Regions from separate parts of the Sus scrofa genome. Here region 1 is linked to region 2. A link is a contact called in public HiChIP or PLAC-seq data. All regions are on one chromosome and are shown on one strand. Each heading gives the region's core, a stretch centred on a gene start, on an enhancer-like site or on the middle of the called end of the contact. The rest is flanking DNA. Distances are from core to core; before and after follow the strand shown.

Region 1 (6,664 bases), core at 2,921-5,420, 360 kb before region 2:
GGAACCATGAGACTGCAGGTTCCATCCCTGGACTGACTCAGTGGGATGAAGATCCGGCATTGCTGTGAGCTGTGATGTAGGTCACAGACGTGGCTGGTATCTGGCATTGCAGTGGCTCTGGCACAGGCCAGGAGCTACAGCTCTGATTAGGCTCCTAGCCTGGAAACCTCCATATGCCATGGGTGCAGCCCCAAAAAGGCAATAGACAAAAATAAATAAATAAATAAATAAAAATAAAACCAGCAAGGATTTATATTTTTTACTTTGGGTTATAATTCATCACTACTTTATTTCCTTGCTCAAACTTTCCCAACTTTGGCCACTGGGAGCGCTTTCATTTCTTTTTGTTCTTCTTTGATGTACTCACATCAATGTGGGGCTGTTTTTATTTTGGGGGGGGACACGTTGTTACTTTCTGGGGTATTGTATCTTTTCATCATATATATTTAAAAAGGTATCTTTAAAAGATTATGACTTTTTAAAGACACCACTGAAATTTATCCCATCTTGAAAAATAATTTCTTAATATCATAAAGTTAGTATTTAAAATTTCCAGATAGTCTCAAATGTTTTTTTATAGTTGGTATGGTCACATAAGATTCTACCTTTGCATTGAGTGGTATATTTTAAAAAGAAATTTCTCTTTTAATCTTCTCATTTTTCTTATATATTGAAGTAACTGCAGTTTTTCTCACGATTTTGTTGCTTACATTCACGCTGATATTTCACAGGTGGTGTGTGCTTCTATTGCTCCACATCAGAAACCACTTAACATCTAATCAGTTTCTCTTTGGGGGATATTAACAAGTTCTAGTGTTGTCAGCCCCACCCATGCACTGTAAAGTTTCCCATCAGCTTTTCATCTAATGATTCTGGATTCACTTGATGACCACTACCTAAATACATTATTTCATTAGAATTTCCAAAATGGTGATGGTCTACCTTTTCCTTTGCATTTATTACCTGAAATTCTATTAAAAAAAGAACTTTCCTGGGAATTCCTGTTGTGGCTCAGCAGGAACAAACCCAACTAGTATCCATAAGGACACAGGTTCCATCCCTGGCCTCACTCAGTGGATTAAGGACCTGGAGTTGACATGCGCTGTGGTGTAGTTCACAGCTGCAGCTCTGATCCAGCTTTGCTGTGGCCGTGGTGTAGACCAGCAGCTACAGCTCCAATTGGATCCAAGCCTGGGAACTTCCATATGCCCTATATAAAAAGCAAAAAAGAAAAAAAAAAAAAAAAGAACTTTCCCACATTAACTGTTTGGCTGAGATACAGTTTGCAGCAGAAAAGGTAGGATGCTTGATTCTTTCATCAGTTTTCAGAATGTGATGATTCCTTGGCATCCTTGAAGGTAACCAACGACATTTTAAAAAATCAACATACTCATTGATTTTTAACCTAGTAGATGTGTCTCAATTGCTACTATTTTTGAACCCTGAAATTTTCCCATCTTTGACCAGTGGGAACACCTTTGAACACCTTTGGCTCCTGGCTCCTGAGTCTTTTTGACACACTCCTATTTTTGTTTTCTTTGCATTCTTTTTTTGGGGGGGGGGCACACACCTGCAGCATACGGAAGTTCCCAGGCTAGGGGTTGAATTGGAGCTTTAGCTGCTGGCCATAGCCGCAGCCACAGCAACGCAGGATCCCAGTGCGTTCGTGACCTACACCACAGCTCACGGCAGGCAATGCCAGATCCTTAACCCACCGAGCAAGGCCAGGAATTGAACCTGCATCCTAATGGATACTAGTGGGATTCGTTTCTGTTACGCCGCAGTGGGAACTCTCTTCTTTGCATTCTGATATAACCAGTATATCCTAAGCTTTCTTACACATTTCTTGCCCCAAATATAGATTCAGGCCTTGAGCTCCAAGAGGAGCCCAGGTGATTTTTAGTGGGGAATTATATTTAGAGATTATAGGAAAATAGGGTTATGCATTGAGTTGATCATTGCTGTAGGCCTTTTCAGTGCACAGATTTCTTTTAACGGGAAAAAAAAATGCACCATGAGTTTATGCTAATATTTCTAAATTCAAATTTAGTAGTTCACACTGATGTTTCTAAAATCAAACTTAGGATTGCAGTGTTTTTACTTAATTTCTTTGATTTTAACAATCTTTTTTTTTTTTCCTTTGTCTTTTTTGCCTTTTCTAGGGCCGCACCTGAGGCATATGGAGGTTCCCAGGCTAGGGGTCTAATCGGAACTGTAGCTGCCAGTCTACACCACAGACACAGCCACGCAGGTTCCAAGCTGCATCTGCGACCTACACCACAGCTCACGGCAATGCTGGATCCTTAACCCACTGAGCAAAGGGATGGAACCAGCAACCTCATGGTTCCTAGTCGGATTTATTAACCACTGAGTCATGACGGGAACTCCCTGATTTTTTAATCTTTACATTTTCTTTTTTTTAATACTGAAAATCTTGGTTCCCAAAGATTATGTATATGCTTTATACTAATATATTTCAGAAATGACAGTATAAATGTTATTACCGACAATATGCATATTAAAAAGCTTAGAGTTTCTTTTTAAATGTTTCCCCTGGAAATGACATCTCAATAGTACTGTGCGGTCAATTTGTTGTTTTAAAGTCAAATCATTTCTTTATTGTCACATTTTAACTGCATGTTTTTTAAATATTTTTATTTTTTCTACTATAGTTGATTTACAATGTTCTGTCAATTTCTTCTGTACAGCAAAGTGACCCAGTTGTATATATCATATTCTTTTTCCTCACGTTATCCTCCATCTTGTCAGTATCTTCCTTTAAGAAGGAAGGTGCCATTTCCTGTTGAAAAGAGGAACAGAGTTACACAATATTGATTTCTTTTTTTAATATGGGGTTTTTTATTTTTATTTGGGGGGTTGTTTGGGGGTGGCTTTTGCCATTAGTTAGTATCAAAGAAGCTTAACAGAACAGGAAAAAGTTTTGCTTTATCAACTCGAATTGATGACTTGTTAAGATTAACTATATTTACTCGACTTGAGCTTTAGAAGTATTAAATCAAAGAACAGCACTTCACTGGACAGAGTTGGTTTGCAAAACCTCCACAGACTGAAACAGCTCACCTCTGATTGCGATTAGGCAAGGGTATTTAATACACTCCCCCCCATACAATTGTTATTATTATTATTTTTGCTAATTATTGAGCAGCTGCGTGTCAAACCCCATGCTGTGTGCCGTCAAGGAGCTCACAGTCCAGTACTGGACACGAACTGATCAACTGTTTATTATTAAACAATGGCAGTCGGTGCTACGCGGTGGATACAAACGCGGTGTTATGGAAACCCCTGGAGCCTCTCCCAGAGACTAGTTGTCAGGTGGGCAGGGAGGCTGCTCCTGCTGATTCCGCCCATGTCAGGTGCATCAGAACTGGGAAGTCACAATTTTGAATTCTCTCTTTTTTTTGTTGTTTGTTTGTTATTTTGTTAACACGGACACAATTTAACAATTCTAATTTTTTTGTAGTTTTTTTTTTAACAAGTCAGGTGCCATAAACATTCAAATAATCCATTCTTTAAAAAGCACGTTTACAACATCAAAAGAAGATGAAATATAAACCTTTCTACCTACAATTTTTATAGATTAACCAAATCACAAAACCACAAATAAATGTTAAATTGTAACAACATGATGAATAAACATTCTGATTCTTAATAAAAATCTTCCTTTAACATTTGTTTTACACTTACCATTACACGAAATGGTCTATGCAGAATTTGGGGGTACATACGATACCAGGAAGGCATCAACAGTACAAAGCAGATACGAAGCGGTTTCAGAACTTGCTTGAGTGCTCTACATGGATATTGAATTCTCTTTTATTATTTATGCCCCTAAAATGAGTAAGGGCCAAAGGGTGAAGAGGAATTATCTCCAAGGGCGCGTCCTACAGGAAGCGATAACCCCTTTGGGCCGGGGCGGGGCTTGATACGCAGAGCTGTAGCCAGAGGCAGGAGGGAGAGCTCGCCGGGTCAGCCAGGGCGGGGGTATCCAGCAAGTCTAAGGGCAGGGCTGGGCGCTCAGGGGGCGGGAGACGGCTTTGCCGGCCCCGCCCACTGCAGACAGGTTACCCCGGCCCCAAGGTGCGTCGCGTCACACCTCCCACGCAGCGCTGATTGGCTTCTTCAGGAGGCCCCGCCCCCTCAGCAGTAGCCAGGCCGGCTTCGGCGTCGCCGCCATCTTTGTTGATGTGTCAGCTCCGCGGGGGCTTGGGGAAGGCGCGGCAGAGGTAACGTGGTCTCGGCTCTGTCCCCACCCCTGTCGCCCCCCCCACTTCCTGGTCTGCGGGACCCCGCTATGGAGAAGTTGGTCCCAGAGCCGGAGCTCCAGCAGTCTTGTTAGGGGTGTGGCCTGAAGCTCGGAGAAGTGGGGTAAGTGCCTCGGGGGGCGCTTGGGGCGGACCGGGGAGTCGCGGTGGCGTGCGGCCGACCGCTCACCTCTCCCGCGGTCCTGCAGGTTCTGGGGCCGGCTCCCCACCTCATTTCTCGAGGGAGCGAAGCGAGGGCTGGGGTACGGAGTTCGGAATCCCCTCCTCTCTGCCCCCCTCCCTTACTCCCCGGCCGCCAAAGGAGGAGGCGGCCGTGGGGTCGCGGGGGCTCATGGGGGCCGGGGCTCTGGAGCTACACCTAGAGCGCGGCGGAATTTGGGCGGATTCCTGGTCTCCCAGTGCCTATTGCAGCTGAGCCCCACCTGCTCGGTCCTAGACTCAATCTTGTAATTCTCTTTTCGTCTCCAAGTTGACTGTGTTCTTGTTTTATGTTTACTGTTGGCGACTTTTTACCCTTTTTCCAAATACTTCCATTATTGTGATTTAGATACGATTCTTTGGGATTGTGGATAGGAGAGAAATTGTTCTTGCTGTTTATGTTGCCTTTCGATCAAGGACATGAAGGCATTTGATAAACTTGGTTGGTAAGGATCATATTTCAAATTAGGGTCTTTGTCAAACTTGTAAAATGGTAAAAGCCCTTCTACACGTCCCCTAGTAGCAACTTTGGGGAACAGTGCAGTTACAAGTATTGCTTGACTTTTGACAACTTAAAAACTTCAGCTAATATTTATATCCTGATTTTGTTCAGAGGGAAGAGGCCTGGATTTGGAGTTGGAACATTTAGACTATTTTTGATTTGATAATCTTGTTAACTTAGAGGAATTATATAGTTAGTAATGCTATGCAGACCCAGACAGTTGGCAGTTTTCTGTGTGTGTGTGATGTACCTTTGACACCCATTTTTCTTATTTCTTCCAAAATGATAGATTGAGAGTTTTTCTAAGGAAAATGTGCGGTAAATCAGTGGAAGTGTTCCAGAAAAGTACTGATAGTCATTCAAAAAAAAAAAAAAAATCTGTTAGGTGTTCAGATATGCTAGTTGTGGGTGTAGCTTTCCCAACTACTACTTACGCCTTCATATTTGTAGTGTTGATCTTGTGGGAAAGATTAAGGTTCTGGAGATACTGATAGTAAAACTAGAGTGTCTTTGTATAAAGTATACTGTTCTCTATACAGCTATTTTCTAGTACTTTATCCACAAGCAGAAAACAGTGATGATTGGCATAGTTTTTTTCATTTTTCCTGTTATTTTAAGCACAGTGATGGTATAGAGTGACTCACAAATCTTGAAGTGTAAAGAATTAAAACTCCTTATTCATTGTAATAGGCAAGACTGTATAATTACTGAAGATTCTACCTGGAAATCCATGGTTTTTTTTTTTTTGCTTTTTGTGGCCCTGGGGCATATGGACGTTCCAGGGAAAGGGGTTCAATCTGAGCTACAGCTGCCTGCCTCCCCACAGCCACAGCAATGCAGCGAGCTGCTTCGTGACCTATACCACAGCTCATGGCAACGCTGGATCCTTAACCTACTGAGCAAGACCAGGGATTGTACGGTGTCCTTAGGGATACTAGTTGAGTTCTTTACCACTGAGCCACGAAGAGAAGTCCCTGGCATGTGTTTATGTTGGTTTTATTCTTTTTAAGACCTTGTCTAATTCAGAACACCTGCATATAAACTCAGAGGTTCCTTTAAGCAATGGAGATTCCATAGAGTATCATTGGTATTTCAGAGTCTTTTTTTTTTTGGTCTTCTGTCTTTTTCGAGGGCCACACCCACTGCATATGGAGGTTCCCAGGCTAGGGGTCTAATTGAAGCTGTTGTCGCTGGCCTACACCACAGCCACAGCAATGCCAGATCCAAGCCGCATATGTAGCATACACCACAGCTCACAGCAACACCGGATCCTCAACCCACTGAGCAAGGCCAGGGATTGAACCCGCAACCACATGGTTCCTAGTTGGATTGTTTCCACTGTGCCAGAACTGGAACTTCGGTATTTCAGAGTCTTAATCATTGCTAACAGGAAAGGAGTGTTGTAGCACAGTAACTACTCTTTAACCTTTTAGTTCCTTCACCTGTAAACTAAGAAGTTGTTCTTTGATATCATACAATGACAGTATAGCTGATAATGTTTGCATAGTATATTCAGTTTAAAGCTATCTATTTACAGCTACATGCTGACATCCAGATCTGAAGGTAAAACAGTGAAGTATGCTTTTTAAAAGGAAGAGATAATAGGTCTGTTGAAGCAGCCTTGTTTAGAAAAATCATCTTTCCTGTGAAGAATGACTAACTGCTAGTTTTTAAAATTCAT
Region 2 (6,472 bases), core at 2,566-5,065:
GAAAAGTCATATACTAAATGTTGGTTCTTTAGGAAGGCAAACCATTATCACTAAGCTTAACTCTTCAGGAAAAGGTACATGGAGTCCTTAATTCATAGATTAGAAATTACTTTTAGAACCATTGAAGTCTCGCCAAATGTTCATTCTCCTATGAGCAAATGAGTCAGCTACTCTTTCAGTGACTATGCCAGGACAGTCTGTAAGAAACCAATTAAAGGGCAGATACCTTTATCAGAGTATGTGTGTTCTAATGCATGAAGATCAGGCAAGAGGTGAATACAGTTGATGCAGCAGTAGGTGAAGAAATCAAGGACGACCACTTTTCCACAGAGATCCTTGTAGATAGAAATAGATTCTTCTGTGTTCAGCCATTCTAACCCTGAAATTTACACAAAATAAATTATGATTAAAGGAAAAGATAATTTATCTAAAAATTTCCATGAAAATGTGAACCATTATTATTTCTAAGGAAGTGATGGGGGGGCAGGAAGGGAGTGGGGAGGTAAAAATGGGAAATCCACTATTATGTGGCAGTCTGTAGATATAGTAAGACAAAGCCACCAAATTCTTTCAGAAACAGTACACTCGTCTGTGTGTGAAAGGAAGTAAAATCAATATATTTAGGTAAAAACGAGAGGAAATATCAAATATTAAAAGGACCTAAGTACATGATTAGGTACAAATGGCTACTGAGAATGATGGTCAATCTTTAAATGTCAAAAAGGAACAGATAAACATAAGGATAAACATACACAAAATGCCTAAGCCAATTTCATAAGAAAAAGAACTGAAATGCTCTGGATTTGAATGAGACCTTAAATACAAAATATTTTAAATGCAAAGCTAAACAAAACACAGTCATTATCATCGATTTCATGGAAGCAACATTAATACCGATGAAGAGCATGTTCCCTTCCCTCCAAAGAAAAATAGGATCTCATTAATCTGTGCTTTTGTAAATCAGAATCTATAATTACTTGACCACGATTTACAATTTTAACTATGCACTAGGAAGAAAGATTCTGTTAAACAGAAGCAGGTTAAAAGTACAGCATCTCTGATCAATTTAAGAAATCGAAGAGAATGAGTTTGCAGCTTGCAAGTAAATAAATGCAGCTACTAAACTATTAATTATACCGTGAAGCATATGTCTGGGAATATTTTGCAGAAACTGAAAGCCAGAATTGGGTAGAACACGTGAATAATAACAACTAATAACAGTAACTGGAGTTAATTCGATTAAAACAAAATTCTAAAAGAAAAAAAATCTGCAAACCAGATTAGTATTTTTGTCAATTGGTCCAACCTAGTGAGGTTTTAGGGTATAGAGAGGTCTTAATTACCCATTGTATACCAGATCAAGTGGCCATATAAAACTTCAAACTAATGTATATTTCATTTTTTAATTTTAAAATATTTATGAATTTGTCTCAAGTTTATTTTCTGTAAACAGTCGAGCCTGACTTAGATTGGAGAGGTAGGGAAAGTATTACATGTCAGTTATTGTGCTAGGTGCTTATCAGACTTAATAAGAATAATAATGCATCTTATAATTACAATGAATATAATCTTAAAAGTTGCTAACATTTACTGAGCTCTCCTATTTACTGAGCTCTCCTATTCTCTCCTGAGAAATGTAAGATTTATTACTTTCAATTGGCATAATAAACCTCAAAGGTAAATACTTGGCCCATTTTAGAAGTGAGAAAAGTATGGCTTCAAGTAACTTGCTTAAAATCATGCAACTAACAAACGGAATAACTGGGATTTAATTCTAGAACCATTTGAATCCATCCATTATATCACACTGCTTTCCATAAAAGGTGTTTCTTTTAAGAAATGAACAAAGTTCAGTGTTTTTGAGATGGAGTTATGTTTAGGACTTTCTGATCACAGTAACTGATAAACCAAAAACAAACAAACCAAAACCAAAAAAAAAAAAAAGAAAAAAAAATCCATCTAGTATTCTGTCCTCAATAAGCAGGTCCAGCAGAAAGCTTGACTATGTCAAATATGAAGCTTGAATATTTTGAAATATTATGTATGAGTCATGGAGATCAAATCTCATGGTAATAAAACACACTCATTGTAAATACAAACAAGAAGATAAAAATACTGGCCTGAATCCTAGTTGGTGGCATGCTCATTTATGACAACGTACTATGTAAGTTTAACTTCTCACAGAGTTCTTTAAAAATATACATACATGTATATAAATTTCTAAAGTTTCTTTGATGGGATAAGCACAAATGCACCCAACTCTTTTGACAGAATTCTGCAATAACACAATACCAAGATAGGACTAATAACAGAAAAAAATTAGCACTTTTGAAGGAGAGAGAGCAAAAGGCTTAGAAGCACAGGAGGCTGTCATCAGAGCCAAGGTTCCCATATACCTCTCATGAGATACTGAACCCTGTCACGTCCAACCAATTAACTATACATGTGGTTTCAGTGTCATGCCAGGAGATACGCCAACACCACCAGGCAAAACAATGCCAGCCCCAACCAAAGAAGGTAAAGTTCGGTTTCATGTATCACAATAAGATGCGCTTCATAAACAGCACTGCTAGGAATATCAGGTTCCCTAGTGCTCCAAACATTCACAGAGCCAGGATTCAAACCCTGGAGACAGGTCATAATTCAGACTTTTAAAATTACAAGTTTCAAACTTTGAACAGAGGAGTGTGGCACAGCAAAGAAACCGGCAGAAGAAGGGAGTCTGCTGATTCCGACTCTGGTAATTCTTAGTTAGGATGCCCTCGGCAAACGACTCAATCTCCCTGATCCCGTGCCTGAGTCCCCCAATTTATAAAATAAGGCTAATTAAGAGCACTTCAATGGACTGCAGAGAGGATTAAATAAAATAGTACCCTTAAAGTGATGAAAACTGTGTGGGGCCCCTAAGAACTGATCAATAAAGGTTAGCTACGATAATGCAGAATTATGATGATGCTGGGCAACCAGACTGGAAGGACAGGGTGGCATGGACACTGGCATCATGCCAACGAAACATTCGGGGAAAGTTACTTAGTTAACATAAGGCCCGGGCAGATCTAGATGATTGCAGAGATGAAGATGCAGGTCCCCGCCCTCCATAAACCCACGGTCCGCCGCCGCCGCCGCCGCCGGGGGACAGATGCTCCGCTGTGCGAAGCGCCTCTCCCCGGCGCGGTGGCACAATCCCGCCTCGCCCACCGCTTCAGGGGAGGGCGCAGTCCCCGAGGAAGGGGAGGTTCCGGGAGGGGTCCCCACCCTGAAGCCAGCCCCTCACCTTCCGGAAACTCGGGCACTGATAAGTCCTGCTCCCAACCGTCCACCTTCTGCAGATACTGGTAGACCAAGCTGTCCTTCTCCTCCTGGGTGACGGCGTCGAGCAGGGCGTACTCCAGCGAGGTCTGAGCCGGGAGCAGGCCCGACAGGCTGCAGCTCCGGGCTCCGGGCGCCGCCATGTTCTCTCCGGACCGTCCAGAGGCGGCTGCCGAGCCCGCCGGACGGCCTCGTTTAGAGAAAGGGGGAAGCGCTTACAGCCCTTCGGTTTCAGAACAGTACATTCGCCTCACCCACCACCGGCCCCCCTCCAAGTTAATGGCACTTTTCTTCAAACGCTAGAGCACAAATCGACACTATTCCCAGGCACGTAATTAAACTACCGTCCCAAACCACCCCGCCCCTTCTAAATCCTCACGCCACAGCTGAGTCTGCACATTCAGCGCGCCAGATTCAACATGGAAAAGGCCTCTGGGCAAGCGTTCTAGAAGTTCTCAGAGACCCATTCCCCAACCCTTCACTTTGGAAATTAGCAGGTTTTAGAACTAAAATAAAACAAAATAAATCCGTAGGACTTAAAAGGGCACAAACTTTTTTTCTTTTAAAAGTCCCACTTTTAGACCAAGATCAGCTGATTCGACACAACATCGGTAACAGGAAACTGTTCCCGCCACGACACGAAAGGTAAAGGAGCAGGCTTTTTTAAAGTTGGGAGTGACTAGCCAATGGCTTTGGCTTATACACAAACGCAGGATTTTGTTACGGTCCAGTGCTGAAAGTGCGGGCGCGAATAGATTGTCAGCCGAGCAGGGGAAGGGGGCGCGAGGGAAGTGGACTCAGCTGCAGCTGCACAAGGCGGGGTGAGGGTGGCAGGTGGGTGGCGGCGGGGATCCCTGAAGGCTCGGGCTCTGTCTTCGGAAGGGAAGGGCTCTGACGGCTTTTGCGGAGCGGGCTGTGTCAGCAGCTCACCCTCTCCCTACCCTAGAGCGGGTAAGGGCCCATTCACTGGCCTCTCACCCTCCTACATCTAAAGAGGAGGTCGAGCAACTGAGAGGCATCAGGCAGGTAAACTTTGGTTTTGAGGCTGGTGGAGAGAGGGCAGGTCACCCCTGTGGTCTGGAGTGAGGAATGTGGGTGGCCTCAGTGCGAGCACGACTTCACATCTTTGAATTTTGTTTGTTCATTGTGCAGTGTTTGTTCATTGCTGCTGGAAGAAGATAATTGAACTGACCCAGGACACTGAAGTTGTTGAATATCCACGAGTCACAGATAAGGGCAATTAAGCTTTTTGCGACTCACACACATTTGATTATGGTGTGATTAGTGTTACTAGCAAACTGAAGCCTTCAGTGTTTGGAATGTTTGGAATACCTGCTGAGCCGTCTACCCAAGAACTGTGGTTGGGTTTGTATTATTTGGACAATTGTCCAGTTGAAATAGAATTGAAGGACGCTTGATAACAATTTTACAAAGCTCCTTCTAAAATTAAACTGTTAACCCTATGCTTCCCATTAGGGCTTCGCGTTGAAAGTATTACTGATTTTTATTTATGAAACAAGTCCTGGAAAAAGCCAAGATACCTGAATGAAATATACACAATGGAAAACTTCTCAGATGCTACCCCTGTTAATTTCATTGTAGTATAAATGGAATAGCAGGTGTTCTCAGGTATAAGGTTTGTAGTTTGCCAATATATTCATTACCAAAGCTTTAGAATCCCATCAGGTTAGAGGGGTTTTTTGTTTTTGTTTTTGTTTTTTTTCGGAATAAGAATTCTATTTAAAATTTTCGTAACAGGAAGTAGACCCTCAGTTTACTTAGATTAGTGCTTCTTTTATGATTAAAGTCATTTTGCCATGTTTGAAGACACTTTTTTGGAAGAAGACACTTTTTTGGAAAAAGACACTTTTTTGGAAGAAGACATCTGGGAATACAAATCCAAAAGAAAACCTAAATCAGTACATTCAAATAATTGCTCTGAGAATATTCCAAAATCTGTTGAAAAAGCAACAGATGGAAAGTACCAATCAAAACGAAACAGAAATAAAAAAAGAACTGTAGAAGCTAAAGAGAAAGTGAGGACCCCAGAAATGTGCCTTGGAGAAACAAACAGTCAGACTTCTGTAGCTTCTAGTCAGAATTCTAGTTGCGAAGATGGTATTCAGCAGTGCCAAGACAGGGAGACCACACCAAGAAAGACTCACAAAAACAAACATGTGTCTCCGAAGGTACGGCCAGTTTATGATGGATACTGTCCAAACTGCCAGATGCCTTTTTCATCCTTGCTAGGTCAAACACCTCGATGGCATGTTTTTGAATGTTTGGATTCCCTACCAGTCTCTAAAACAGGTAAGATTACAAAAAAGAGAGTGGACTCTAAGTAGTTGAAATGACCGATGTTAGGCCAAACATATCAGCCCAGTGAAATAAGCCAAGAAAGCAGTAAATCACAGGAGAGATGAAACGCTGTCTCAATGTATAAGTGACTTTCTCGAGAAGGAAACAAGGTATGCATTTTTATCCTTCTTGTGAAGGGTAAAAAGATAAGTCAGTGGTGTCATTGTAAAGAATGTTGCAAACTTGAAAATAGTTTCAGTGTATCCTATTTCATAACAGGTCTTAACTCTGTGGTTTTTCATAACTTAATTGAGCACATATGCAAAGTACTCTCACCTACATAAGGGAGATGGTATCTTACAGATGAAGGTTCTTAAAAGTTAAACAACTTGCTCATTTTGTTATCTTTTAGGAAACAGACTTTTTAGAGACTTATTAATGTAGTCCACCCTTCTAAATGTGGCTACGTTAATCATCATTGCTAATGTACAGAAAGAAGAACTGGGAAGGAGTGTTAGGTTATTAAGATTCTAAGAATAAAATTGTGCTAAATGATAACTGAAGTAATGCTATGTTTGGTTGTTTTTTAAATTATATAATAAATGCCATGTTTAACATGTAGAAAATCCAACCTAGAGTGTATGGAGAATTAGCTGTTATTGATGATTTGTATATTTTAAAGTTATACATATATATATATTTTTTAATCTCAAAGAATTGAAATTCACTACAATTAAAAAAAAATACTCAGTATGACCTTCATGTTAACTCTGATTCAGAGGACATTTTATTATTAACCTCCAGTTACCGTTTTAAAGTAGTGCATGAAGATGTACAATAACGTTTAAAAATAATTCATTGATAA

What was found. HiChIP or PLAC-seq counts read pairs in DNA pulled down with a chosen protein or histone mark.
Region 1: a contact with region 2 is called in an H3K27ac HiChIP or PLAC-seq map of alveolar macrophages. The contact joins the promoter of CCDC186 here to the promoter of DCLRE1A in region 2. A contact is called at or near these places in 1 of 47 Hi-C or Micro-C datasets (embryonic fibroblasts) and 2 of 2 datasets of contacts at active chromatin or transcription factors (alveolar macrophages and skeletal muscle).

The regions. Positions count from the first base shown.
Region 1 is chr14:124,518,651-124,525,314 of Sscrofa11.1, reverse strand. CCDC186 (coiled-coil domain-containing protein 186) reads left to right here and starts at 4,170. Exons shown (of 17, transcript XM_001927027.7): 1 at 4,170-4,386.
Region 2 is chr14:124,159,722-124,166,193 of Sscrofa11.1, reverse strand. It overlaps DCLRE1A (DNA cross-link repair 1A protein), which reads left to right and starts at 3,815. Exons shown (of 10, transcript XM_013983742.2): 1 at 3,815-3,954; 2 at 4,462-5,619. The coding sequence starts at 5,127. It overlaps NHLRC2 (NHL repeat containing 2), which reads right to left and starts at 3,477. Exons shown (of 11, transcript NM_001243561.1): 1 at 3,275-3,477; 2 at 227-379. The coding sequence starts at 3,452.